2 separate regions of the Mus musculus genome follow, and region 1 is linked to region 2. Evidence: chromatin contacts called from public promoter capture Hi-C data. All regions are on one chromosome and are shown on one strand. The core of a region is the stretch at or near the end of the contact, and the rest is flanking DNA. Distances in the headings are between cores, read along the strand shown.

What was found. Promoter capture Hi-C pulls out the DNA fragments that hold promoters and counts their contacts.
Region 1: a promoter capture Hi-C map of embryonic stem cells shows a contact between it and region 2, with 2.7 times the contacts expected there. The contact joins the promoter of Psd here to the promoter of Tlx1 in region 2.

What each region holds. Positions count from the first base shown.
Region 1 is chr19:46,325,293-46,330,646 of GRCm38.p6, reverse strand. It overlaps Psd (pleckstrin and Sec7 domain containing), which reads left to right and starts at 3,491. Exons shown (of 18, transcript NM_028627.2): 1 at 3,491-3,563; 2 at 4,425-4,480. It overlaps Fbxl15 (F-box and leucine-rich repeat protein 15), which reads right to left and starts at 2,463. Exons shown (of 4, transcript NM_133694.2): 1 at 2,121-2,463; 2 at 1,819-1,972; 3 at 1,054-1,559; 4 at 201-545. The coding sequence starts at 2,173. The coding sequence ends at 356. Cuedc2 (CUE domain containing 2) reads left to right here. Exons shown (of 9, transcript NM_001164291.1): 9 at 1-835.
Region 2 is chr19:45,148,575-45,154,016 of GRCm38.p6, reverse strand. It overlaps Tlx1 (T cell leukemia, homeobox 1), which reads right to left and starts at 3,302. Exons shown (of 3, transcript NM_021901.3): 1 at 2,525-3,302; 2 at 300-501. The coding sequence starts at 3,101.

The DNA.
Region 1 (5,354 bases), core at 2,242-4,741, 1.2 Mb before region 2:
ATGCAGACACCCTCCCATCCACCCTGTCCCTTCTGGAGGCCCTTGCTCTAGTGTTCTATTCTTGGGGCTTCCTTCAAGAGCACAGTAAAAGTGGTCCAAGGAAGGTATATGCTCATTCTGCTCATTTCTGCCCCCAGGGCAGGGAAAAAACCTGTCTCTCTGACTAGTTCCCAGCTTCCCGTCCCCTATGCACCACGCAAGAAGGGGTAAAAAGCTCTTTATTTGAAATTCCAGGGTGGGACAGGGGATTTCACAGGCCTGTCAACCACAGGCCCCCACAGTTCAGTTTCCCTATGGCTCAGGGTCAAGCCCGGGCTACACAGTCCAGCTGTGCTCCCACCCCAAGGAAAGTTAGTCAGACCTGTAGGTTGACAAAGGGTGCGAAGCCTGCCATGTCCTGGAGTAGCACCAGAGCCTGGTGCAGGGGTGGTTCCACGTCGATGTCCACACCACGCTTCCGCAAGCGGCTCAGGCTCGGTTCAGCCACATGGTGGCAGTGCCGCACCCGCAGAGAGCGCAGCGCCGGGCAGTACTCGGCCAGTGTCCTGAGGGAGGAGTATGGTGATGCTAGGTGCTGAATCTCACGGTCTGGAGGGCCAGCCCTCTAAACCCGCAGCTGGCTCCAGCAAGTTCTAGCTTTCCCTCCAGCTCAGGGTCTGCTCTTTTTTACTGTACCTAAAGGAAGGGGCCAGGAAGGAATTACAGACTCCAGGCTCATTTGGGGTTTCTGGTTCTTAGAGAGTACCAATCCATAGTTCCTTCCAGTGTTTCTAGATTACCCACCTTGTTGCAGAAATGCCAGAAATCAACTTTATGTGACATTTCTCAGTGTGTCAATCTTGGCTCCCAAGTCTGTTTATTTTTTGTTTTTGTTTTTTTTTTGGGGGGGTTGTTTTGGTTTTGGTTTTTGGTTTTGTTTTGTTTTTAATTGTACACTTTCTAGCCTAAAAAATGCCAGAGGTCTTTCTAATGGGTCTTTGACAAGTACAACCCACCTCCCTATCCCCAAAGTGACTGCCCACTTCCTACAGTACCGCCCCCATGCCCAGGCACCTGACACCGTCGCTTCCGACCCGAAGGCAGCCGGTGAGGTCTAGGTGCTCGAGCTGCGGGCAGTTTCGAGCCAACTCTTGAACCGCAGTGTCCCCAACATTGGCGTTGACTGCTAATGAGAGGCTGCGGAGGCCCGCGCCGCGTCTCTGCGCCAGGTACACGATGGCCTCGTCCTTGAGTTGACGACAGGCGGTGAGGTCTAGCTCCTCCAGAGCCGGGCAGCGGTCAGCGAGGCCACGCAGTGCCAGCCCGTCCACCCAGTCACAGTGAGCGAGGGAAAGGCGCTGCAGACGCGGGCAGCCCTCAGCCAGCGCCCCCAGGGCTCGGCGACTCAGTTGGCCGCAGCCGGCCAGCGCTACGCTCCGGAGCTGTGGATTCCGTGCCAGCACCGGCACCAGGTCCTCGTCCGACAGCCATTCGTGACACGGAGCCAGCGCCAGCTCCTGCAGCCCCTCAGCATCCCGCAGTAGCCGGGCTAGTGCCGCCCGTGGAATCTGTGGACCCACCTACGGGCGGGAGACACGGAGACTCAAGTCTGTCCCCGGGGCGGGCCACTGCCTGGCAGCCGCCTAACTTCGGGACTTTGCCCCCTGCCCTCCCAGAAGGGACACCGAGCTCCCTCCGAGCCGCTGCCCTCTGGAATTCTCCACGTCTCACCCGGGGTCGGGAAGGGTTTACCGCGCAGCAGGGGCTGGCCTGGAGGCGGGGCGACGGTGGTACCCACGCGGGGGCGTGGCGTGGGCGTGGCTCCGGGCCCCGGCTCACCTGAGCGGCGTCGAAGCGGCGCAGCCTCGCCAAGTGCAGCTGAACGAGCGCCCGGAAGGCGCGACTGACGCGCTGCAGCCGGAGCAGCTGGCGCAGCGGGACCCAGTTCAGGACGTGCGGGAGCAGCACGTCTTCCCAGGGCAGGTCCAGGAGCCTGAGGGGGAAAACGGCGTTGACGTCCCCGGGCCGCTGTTACGTGCGAGTCCTTCTGTTATACCCGAGAGTCCCGGCTGGCAAGAGGGATCCGCGTCCGGCCCAGACTCGGCTGCCCTCCCTCCCTAGGCCCCTCCAGTGCTCGGTACCTGACAGCTCCTGGTTCTTGCTCCCCTCCGGACTGCTCCATTGGTGGCTCCATCGCTGTCTACTGCGCGTGCGCAGTAAGCTCCACTCGCTTTGGCCTTGAAGCGGCTGCGGCGAGCCCGCCTCCTTGGTCGGAAGAGACAGACCGATTTAATCGAGTGCGGTCTCACTGAGAATCCTTGTCAGGAAGCTTTTCGGATGGATCCCGAAACTGAGGCAGAACGGACCAGTGATGTACCATTAGATGTCTTCTCAGCTACAGGGCTTGAAGCCCGAGGCTGGAGTAGCGGCGAGCGAACACTGCTTTCGGTCTCCGTTGCGGGCCAGTAGCCGCCTCTGAGTGGTGATGGGAGGAGCAGACAAGGCCAAAGGCAGAAGGGGCGGAGCCAGGACTCCTAGGTTACCCAGTGCCTCCTTCTGTCCTCTGGTCGCCTTTAAGCGACTTTGGAAAAAGAAAAGGGGGAGAGGCTGCCCAGACTATAACTAGCTGGTATGTACTAGGTGCTCAATAAGCAACTGCCAAAAGACTAGATTAAATGGGCGACGCTAGGGCTTTTACTCTCAAGCACACTTGTTTAAACCTGCCATTTCTTGTGAAATGCACAATCATGACATCCATCTCTTTCCACTTCAGGGCAGCGTAGTCCGGCTCTTTGCCTAAGGACAAAGGACTATATAGGACCAGCCAGGTCTGCTTTCCAGCGGTCCAGAGTCCGAGAGGAATTGCCTGCTCAGTGCAGGCCACTAGCCGTACTGCTTTGACTGGTCCTGGATTAATTGTAGGGACATTGTCTTCCCAAAGCTCAACCACTAGGCTCCCCTTTCACTGCACCCCCAGATACTAAGCCCAAGTCCCTCTCTGGAGAACCCCTGGCGTAATATTTTCCTCCAACATCTGAGGTGGGTGTGGGGCATGCGAAAGACTGTAAGACCGCTGCATCCTATCTACATGATTGCGTGCCCTTATGCAAACATTTCAGCCGCTTCGTAACGAAAACTGCTTCCCATCCTTATCAGGGGTTTGGGTACATCAGCAAAGGTAGGAAGGACCGTCCATTTTAAAGACAGGCAAATCGAGGCTCTAGGGAGAAAGCTCCCTAACCAGGATCAAACGAAGCAAGGATAAAGAACCCAGAAATCCTGGTTTTCCCAGAATTCCTTCTACACTACCTCATTACTGAATTGTAGCATAAAGAGAAAAGCCAACTAGCACCGGAAAGACACAAGAGGGTGAAGGTGGATGAGGGGATTGCTTCCTCGTCTCAGTCTACTTGGGGAAGGGGTAGCCTGGAAGGATCTCTGCAAGATTGATGTGGGCGCGCACCACCTCCGGGCGCGCGCCTCCACACCCCCCCCTTTGTTCGCGCCTCTGCGCTTGCGCATTACGACAAATCTGGCGCTGTCCCCTTCAGCACCTCGCGGAACTCGCGCCACCCCTCCCCGCGGTGAGCCCCGCGCACCCCCGCTTCGAACGTCCTCGCACCCTCTGGCCACCCGAATCGACCCTCTCTTTCTTCCCAGGTCATAACTTGCCGGTCTTGGCCTTCCAAAGGAGAATAGTTACCATAGTAACTCGTGTGGCGTTTTCCTAAAAGAGCCAGACCCTTTTCCACCCTGGCCAAGGGCACAAGGTTTGCCTGTGCTTCTTGTCCCAGTCTCGGGGTCATCCCTTCTAAACTCTCGTCCCTGAAAAGGCGGGACGATTAACCTAGGCAGTAAGGAAGTTCCTCCTGGAGTCTGATTTATCCTTCCTCTGCACTCCGGGTTGGGGTTCAGGACAGGACTCCTGGGTCTGAGGTTCAGAACCCCAAAGTGTTTATGACTGCATTCGCTTAATGTCCCTTCCATAGTTGGGTCTTCTGGTTTTAGGGGGCGGGTCCGATCTACTCCGTACCGTGTGCTTTGCGTGGCCGCGTGCTTGTGGGGGCGGGAGCGCGTGTGGCATGTAACAGGTCATGTGGCAGCCTCCTAGGGACACGCGTGGGGTCTGGAGCAGGACAGGCGTATGCATCTGGACCCTACGTGTGGTTCAGATGATGGACGAGAGAGAACTGAACACGAGTGGGGTGGGGCATATGAGGGTTTAGGGAACAGAATGGGGTCTTCCACATTCTCCCTTTCCTCTGGTGTGAGTCTTAGGTAGTGACTAGGTGGTGACATTCTTTGGGACTTAGGGCCCTGGGAATGGAGGGAGGTTGGGGGGGGGGGATTAGCGTTGCTTGAGCAGAGCGTGGGGAGGGGTGGAGGAGGGACTGAGAGGCGGGCGGGCGGGCCTGGAGCGAGCGGGAGCCTTGCTGCTTTTACAGCTGAGCGGGGCCCAGCCTCTCTGCCTCTCTTCGATTCCAGCTCCTGACGAGCAGCGGTGAGTACTGGGGTGCCTTGGAGGAGGGCCTTCACAGGGGAGGTCCAGGCTCCTGTTGAGCTTTAAGAACCTGTCTGGCTGGGGTGCTGCTCCTGACAGCTTTCTCTATGCTGCTGCTTTGCCATCAGAGGCCCGGTTTTCCTTTATGGTCTCTTCTGGGCTGGGCAAGATATTTCATATCCCTGGAGTTGAGGGAGAGGGATGTGGTGCAGCCCCCTCACCCACCCAGACTTGGTTACTGGTGTGGGGAGGAGAGAATGTGTGTCTCTGATTCTGTGAGCAAATATGCATTTGTGTTTATGATTGTGACGAGGAGGTCTCTGATACACCTGTTTCTGTGTGCATCAGAGAACGAGAGCCTGAATTTTGGGAACCTCTTTGTGTGCTATTATTTGGTGATGTGTGTGTGTGTGTGTGTGTGTGTGTGTGTGTAAGATAAGCATGTGCTTTTCCATCATACACATATTTGTTATGACTGTGATTGTATGAGGGTGTGTCTATGAGCAGTACTGCGTGTGTACTGGAGGGTGTTGCCTATGAATGTGTTAACTACTGATACTTTGTCCTTCTGCATGTGTGTATATGAATTCTTGTGTGTGTTTATACATGGGTGTGTGTGTGTGTGTGTGCATGTACTGGTATGGAGAATAGAATATCTATTCCCCACTCAGCAATCTATGGACCGATGTTAAGGCCTCTTCAGACCCTTCCTTCTCTCCTCTTCCCTCTCAACACTCCATCACCCCCATGCAACCCCCTTTTTCTTCCCTCTCCTTCAAAGAAGCATGGTTTCTCCTATTCTAAGTGAGGGTCCCCCATAAGTGGAACTGTAGAGGATACATGGCCTCTATCATCCAGAAGATAAGATTCCAGC
Region 2 (5,442 bases), core at 2,053-4,552:
GTATTGAAATCCAGATCGCATAGACTGGTTTATAGGCCCATTTGCCTCAGCGGCAGAAATGAGCAGCGTCTACCCAGGGTAGACAGTGCTGTCCTGAAAGCCCTGAAGCGTCTCTTAAAACACAGGAAAGATTCTCCAACCCCACCAGGCTACTGCCCTTCGTTGTTTGTGGTCTCCAGTGACTGTAGGCGCTCACTCGTCTAAACCGATCGGAAACCAGCAAGCAGAGGGAGTGCGTGCAACCCGAGAGAGGCAGAGGAAGCCCGCTCCTCAGCCACCAGTCCGCCCCGTGAGCTCACCTCCATTTCGTCCTCCGGTTCTGGAACCAGGTTTTTACTTGCGCATCGGTCATTTTGAGCGCCTTGGCCAGAGCAGCGCGCTCCGCCGAAGCCAAGTACTTCTGGCGGTGGAAGCGCTTTTCCAGCTCACAGATCTGCAGGCGCGTGAAGGATGTGCGCGGCTTCTTCTTCTTAGGGGGCGTCCGGTTCTGATAGGGGTGACCTATACGGCGTGTTACAGTGAAGGGTGAGAGGGCCACTGGAGCGGGAGACAGACAGACGGCAGAGGCAAGCGGCAGAGCGTCAGGAGGCGTCCCAGGCCCGACACCCCGCGAGTCAGAGCGCACTGGCTGTACCCCCTAAAAGCAAGGCAGTGATCCACCCGGCAACCCTCCACCTCCAGCCCAGGATCGCAAAGGGCTCCCTCCTGCCCGCCAGGCTGACGGGTCCCCTAGCTGCCACTTAGGAAATCTCCCTAGCCCGGGGCTTCAGAGATCCCACCCGCTTCCTCTTTGACTCCCCTCTCCCTTACCTAGGGACAGCAATGCATCTCTCCTCCTCAGTCTCAGCCACTAAACTTAAAAGGGCCACCCCTTAAAGTAGGAGGCCCAGGGTGATCAGAGTTCCAGGCCGTAGGGCCTGTTCTGGTCTCAGTCACAGCCTCACCATCATACAGCGGATATAGCTACAAACTTCCAGATCTGTACTCCAACAGAAGAGAATGCACACCTAGACAAGCAACAGGACACGGGGCAACACAGGACTACAGTCACACACTCTCAGAACCTCCTTCAGGCCTGACGCTACAGTTGACTATGACTCCCCAGAGTAGGCCCATGCTGATATCTTTTGTATAGTACACACACACACACACACACACACTCAACAGTGGGCTCGTAGTGTGGGTTAAAGTCAGTCATCAACACTGACCTGGCCTTAAGTAGGGGAGACAGATAGGCTCTGGGTCCCCTACCTCCCTCAATGAGAGGACTTAGGTTGTATTACTGAACCCCCTTGACAAGAGTCCTTCCTCCACAGTAACACAGAGACTCCTTCCCATTTCTGCTGTGGCCCCAAAGTTTGGTTAGGGCCCCTAGGGACAGCCTCTCTGCCTGTGCTGTCTGTAACAGAAGCAGAGGGGCCTAGGGTAACTTTGGGTAGCTAGGACAGGTTTAGTTGCTGTAGACTGTTCTTTTCATTAGCCTGCTTCAGGAGCCCCATCCACAAGCATCGGCCTAAACCTACTACCTCCCCTCTCTAAGGCCCAGACAGCTAACTGGGGCCCAATTCCTAACAGCTGTGTGCCCATGGGGGCCTGAACCTTCCTGAGGCAGCTCAAGGTCTAAGGATCCAAGGACAACTAAAGGCAGCCAGCGGGAAGTGGGCACCGAGGAAGAGGGTACTCCAGAGCTAGGGCAGAGAGAAACGGAAGCCAGGTCAGAGGGAGCTAGGGTGGTGCAGAGAGCAAGGCCGCTGGGCCAAAGAGTTCGTCCTCCTCTCCGGGAGTTGTCCTCCAGCCAACCCTCTGGTCAGGCGGGTGCAATATTTACCACCCCCCAAATAAGAGAGCCGACCCCTGGGAGGGATACCGAGGATGAAAACGAAAATTGGCCCAGCCTTGCGCTGCCACTGACTCTGAAGAATCTCGGAGGTCCAGGAAGAAAGCTCTGCTCCTTCACCCGGGCTTGGGGCCTTTGCGGATCTGCAGCGGCCCGACCCGCACGCCACAACTCAGAGCACGTGTGTGTGTGTGTGTGTGTGTGTGTGTGTGTGTGTGTGTGTGTGTGTGTGTGTGTGTAGTAGGGGACGAGAGGTAGGAGAACCTTTTCTTATGTCTAATTATTCTGTCTAATTCTGGGGCTCTTGGCCTCCGTCAGGAAACAGCAGCCAGGACAGAAAAAAAAAATTTTTTTTCTCACACGGGCATGCAAAGCCTAGACTGTTGACAGAAGATGGTCCTGAATCTACAGTCCTCTACCTGACTGGGCCCTGGGATCCCGAGAGGGGACCAAGCTTTGCTTCCACGAATGGGGTCCTAGAGGAGAGACAGAAGAACCCAGGCTGCAAGAACTCTTGGAGCGATTCTGAGCACATAGAATCCTGAAGGCAGCTGAACTTAGGAAACGCACGGAGAGGCGCTAGGCGACCTGGCGCTCAGAAAGAGCTTCAAGGAGCCATCAAGCAGGGTAGTGGGTAGCACAGAGACCGAGCCACGGCCAGGCGGGACGCGCGCGGGCCGGACTCACCTGTGAACCTGTCCTTTGTGTATCTGCGGTTACTCTCCATCCAGGGAAAGGTGAGGCCGGTGAGGTTGTTGACACCCGGCACCGCAGGCACAGAGGGTACTGTAGGCAAGCCGGTGGCCAGGGGCTGGGGATGGGCCACAGCTCCAGCTAGCGGCCTGTGCGCGGGCACCCGGATCACCCCTGCAGCGCTCAGCGCCCCGGCGCCACCGGCACCCCCGCCACCGCCGCCGCCGCCCGGACCGGGGCCGCCCGCCAAGGCCATGTTCACGTTGTAGGAGCCGGGCAGTGGGCCCATGCTGCAGGCACCGCCGCCGCCGCCCGCCGGACCACCAGGACCACCTGGGCCACCCGCGCCGTAAGCGCCAGTGCCCCCGGCCCCCGCCCCAGCAGCGGAGCCCCCGCCGCCGTAAGTGTAGGCGCCTCCAACCAAACAGCCAAGGCCGTAGTCTCCATCCTGGAGGCGCGAAGCGGGCCCCATGCAGCCGCCCTGGTCGGGGCTGTTGAGGATCTGGTCGATACCGAAGCTGATGGGCTCCGCGTGGCCCGGGTGGAGATGGTGCGGACCCAGGTGCTCCATGCTGGCCCCGGCCCCACGCGGGGGCCCGGGCGCGGGCGATCGCTGCGCTGGACTACCCGGGCAGCGAGTCGGAGCGCGGAGGCAATCGCCACCCCAGGCTGCGCTGAGACTTGAAGGCGAAGTGCGCAGAAGGGCCAAAGTAGGGGGGAGGGGAAGGAGAGAGGGGGAGCTGTATTCTTCCCCTCTCCGGCTTCTCCTTCCCTTCTCCGGCTGCTCGCTCGCTGTTGACTCTGGGACATCAATCACCGGGCGAAAAAGCCCTGAGCGAGCGAGCCTAGCTGTTTCGGCCGGGTCTCTCCATTGGCTGTGCGTGGAGAGGAGCGGGGTGAATGACAGCGCGGGGGAGGGGTTGGGAGGGGGGAGAAGGAGGCCAGGAGCCCAGACAGATGCCGGAGCCAGAGACAGAGGGACGGAGATCAGAGCTCTGAGTAGTTCCAGTGAAGAGAAAGGAGGAGGGCTACAGAGAGAGGTTTAAATGAGAAAGAAAAAGATCAGGAAGCAGCCATTCCCAAAGACGAACAGACAGACGGACCAAAGGAGAGGGAAATCAGAACCTTTCCCAGACCTGGTAGGACCCACCCCCTCACTTTGAACAGGGCCGAAGGAGTCCAGCCCACTAGGCCCCTGGGGACAGGTGTCCTGCCCAACTGGAGAATCTCCCCAAGGGCTGAGCTGGGAAACACCTGTCACTCAACCAGGAGATTTACTGCAACTTCAAGTCCAGCTTGTTAGAAAGTAGAAGACTGTCTACTCCCCAGGTATGGAGCCCGGGCCCCGAGGCAGGACGGTGAGTTCAGGCTTGTCCTTTAAAACAGGTCCTATGAAGAGCTGGCTATATATTGTTATAAAAATTAGCAGCCACTCCAACTCAGTCTCTTTAGAGAATTTAAGGAAACGAAAGTCAATCCTGAAAAGCAGTCACAAGCCAAAGGATTACTTTGGGGCTTGTGCGAGGGTGCCCGTTCCTCAAGGTACCTCTTTCATTTTGAGTAAACAGAAGCTCGCAGAAGCAATTCCTACGACCCGACCCAAGTGAATGGCTCTGGGTTTGTGAGAGAAAGGACTTAGTTCCTTGCTTTTAGAATCTTTGGAGGGAAGCCTTGGGTCTTAAGGCTGTGGGGGCGGGGGCTGCTGGGACGAGAATCAGGGAAGTGCGTCCAGGACAAATTTAGGCCTTTTCAAAGTTATGCCTGTGGCTGCCTGGCTGAGAGCCCAAGAGAAAAGAAGGAAACTCCCTTCTTTTGCTTCCTCTCTTTCCCCTCTCCAGTCGGGAAAGGTCTGCTCCCTCCTAGGAGCCAAGTTCTGAGGGAAAAAAAAAAAGCATAGGTTATGAATTCTGATCTATTTCAGGTCCATTCACTGCTGAACCTTCTGGGAGGTCTCTAACAGGCAAAACGCTGGCCTCACTCCTCAGCAAGTCTCAGTGGAATCTAGTTGTTTTGGCCACTGTCTGACACTGTCACTTGAAGGGCCTTCCTCAAAGACAGGAAATGTCATATATATATATATGCGATGTTATATGTGCATATGTGTGATATATATGTGTGTATATATATATATATATATATATATATATATATATATATATATATTGATATATAATGTGTGTACCCCTCCTAAAACAGCCCCAACAAATCAAACATGTTCATCTTGAGTGACTAATAAATTAATGGAGACTTGACTTGCCCAACAAATATTTGTGTACTTAAAATGTACCTGGTACTTTCTAGGTACTGGGGAGACAGCCAAGTGTCTTGACCTCAGACCTGTGTTCTATACAGACAATAAACAAAGAAAAAGAAGGATAAGCCAGAAGTCAGTATTATGGATAACTATAGAAACTCAGAACTCAGTAGCATCTCTCTCAGATAAATACTCGCCCTATCTTCAGCCAGGAGAGCAAATGCTCATTCAAGAAGATAGAAAGCACGAAGCAGGTAGTTGTTCTCAACTCTTTTGTTTTGTTTTGTTTTGTTTTGTTTTGTTTTGTTTTGTTTTTCAAGACAGGGTTTTTCTGTATAGCCCTGGCTGTCCTGAAACCCACTTTGTAGACCAGGCTGGCCTCATACTCAGAAATCCGCCTGCCTCTGCCTCCCAAGTGCTAGCACTGCCCCCAGGTAGTTGTTCTCAAACCCTAAGCAAGACCAGGAGAGCAGAGCTCCAGCCTACTGCCTGGCTCTTGTTCCTCACTCGGCCTCCTCGATACCTGACTTACTTGAGAAGTTCTCTGAACCTGATGAGCCTTTTCTGCCCTTTATCTTGAAAGATCTAGAACAGAAAGCAGCCTGGGCATTTACTCCGCATACCACATCCCACACTCGTTTGAGACCCATAAATACCC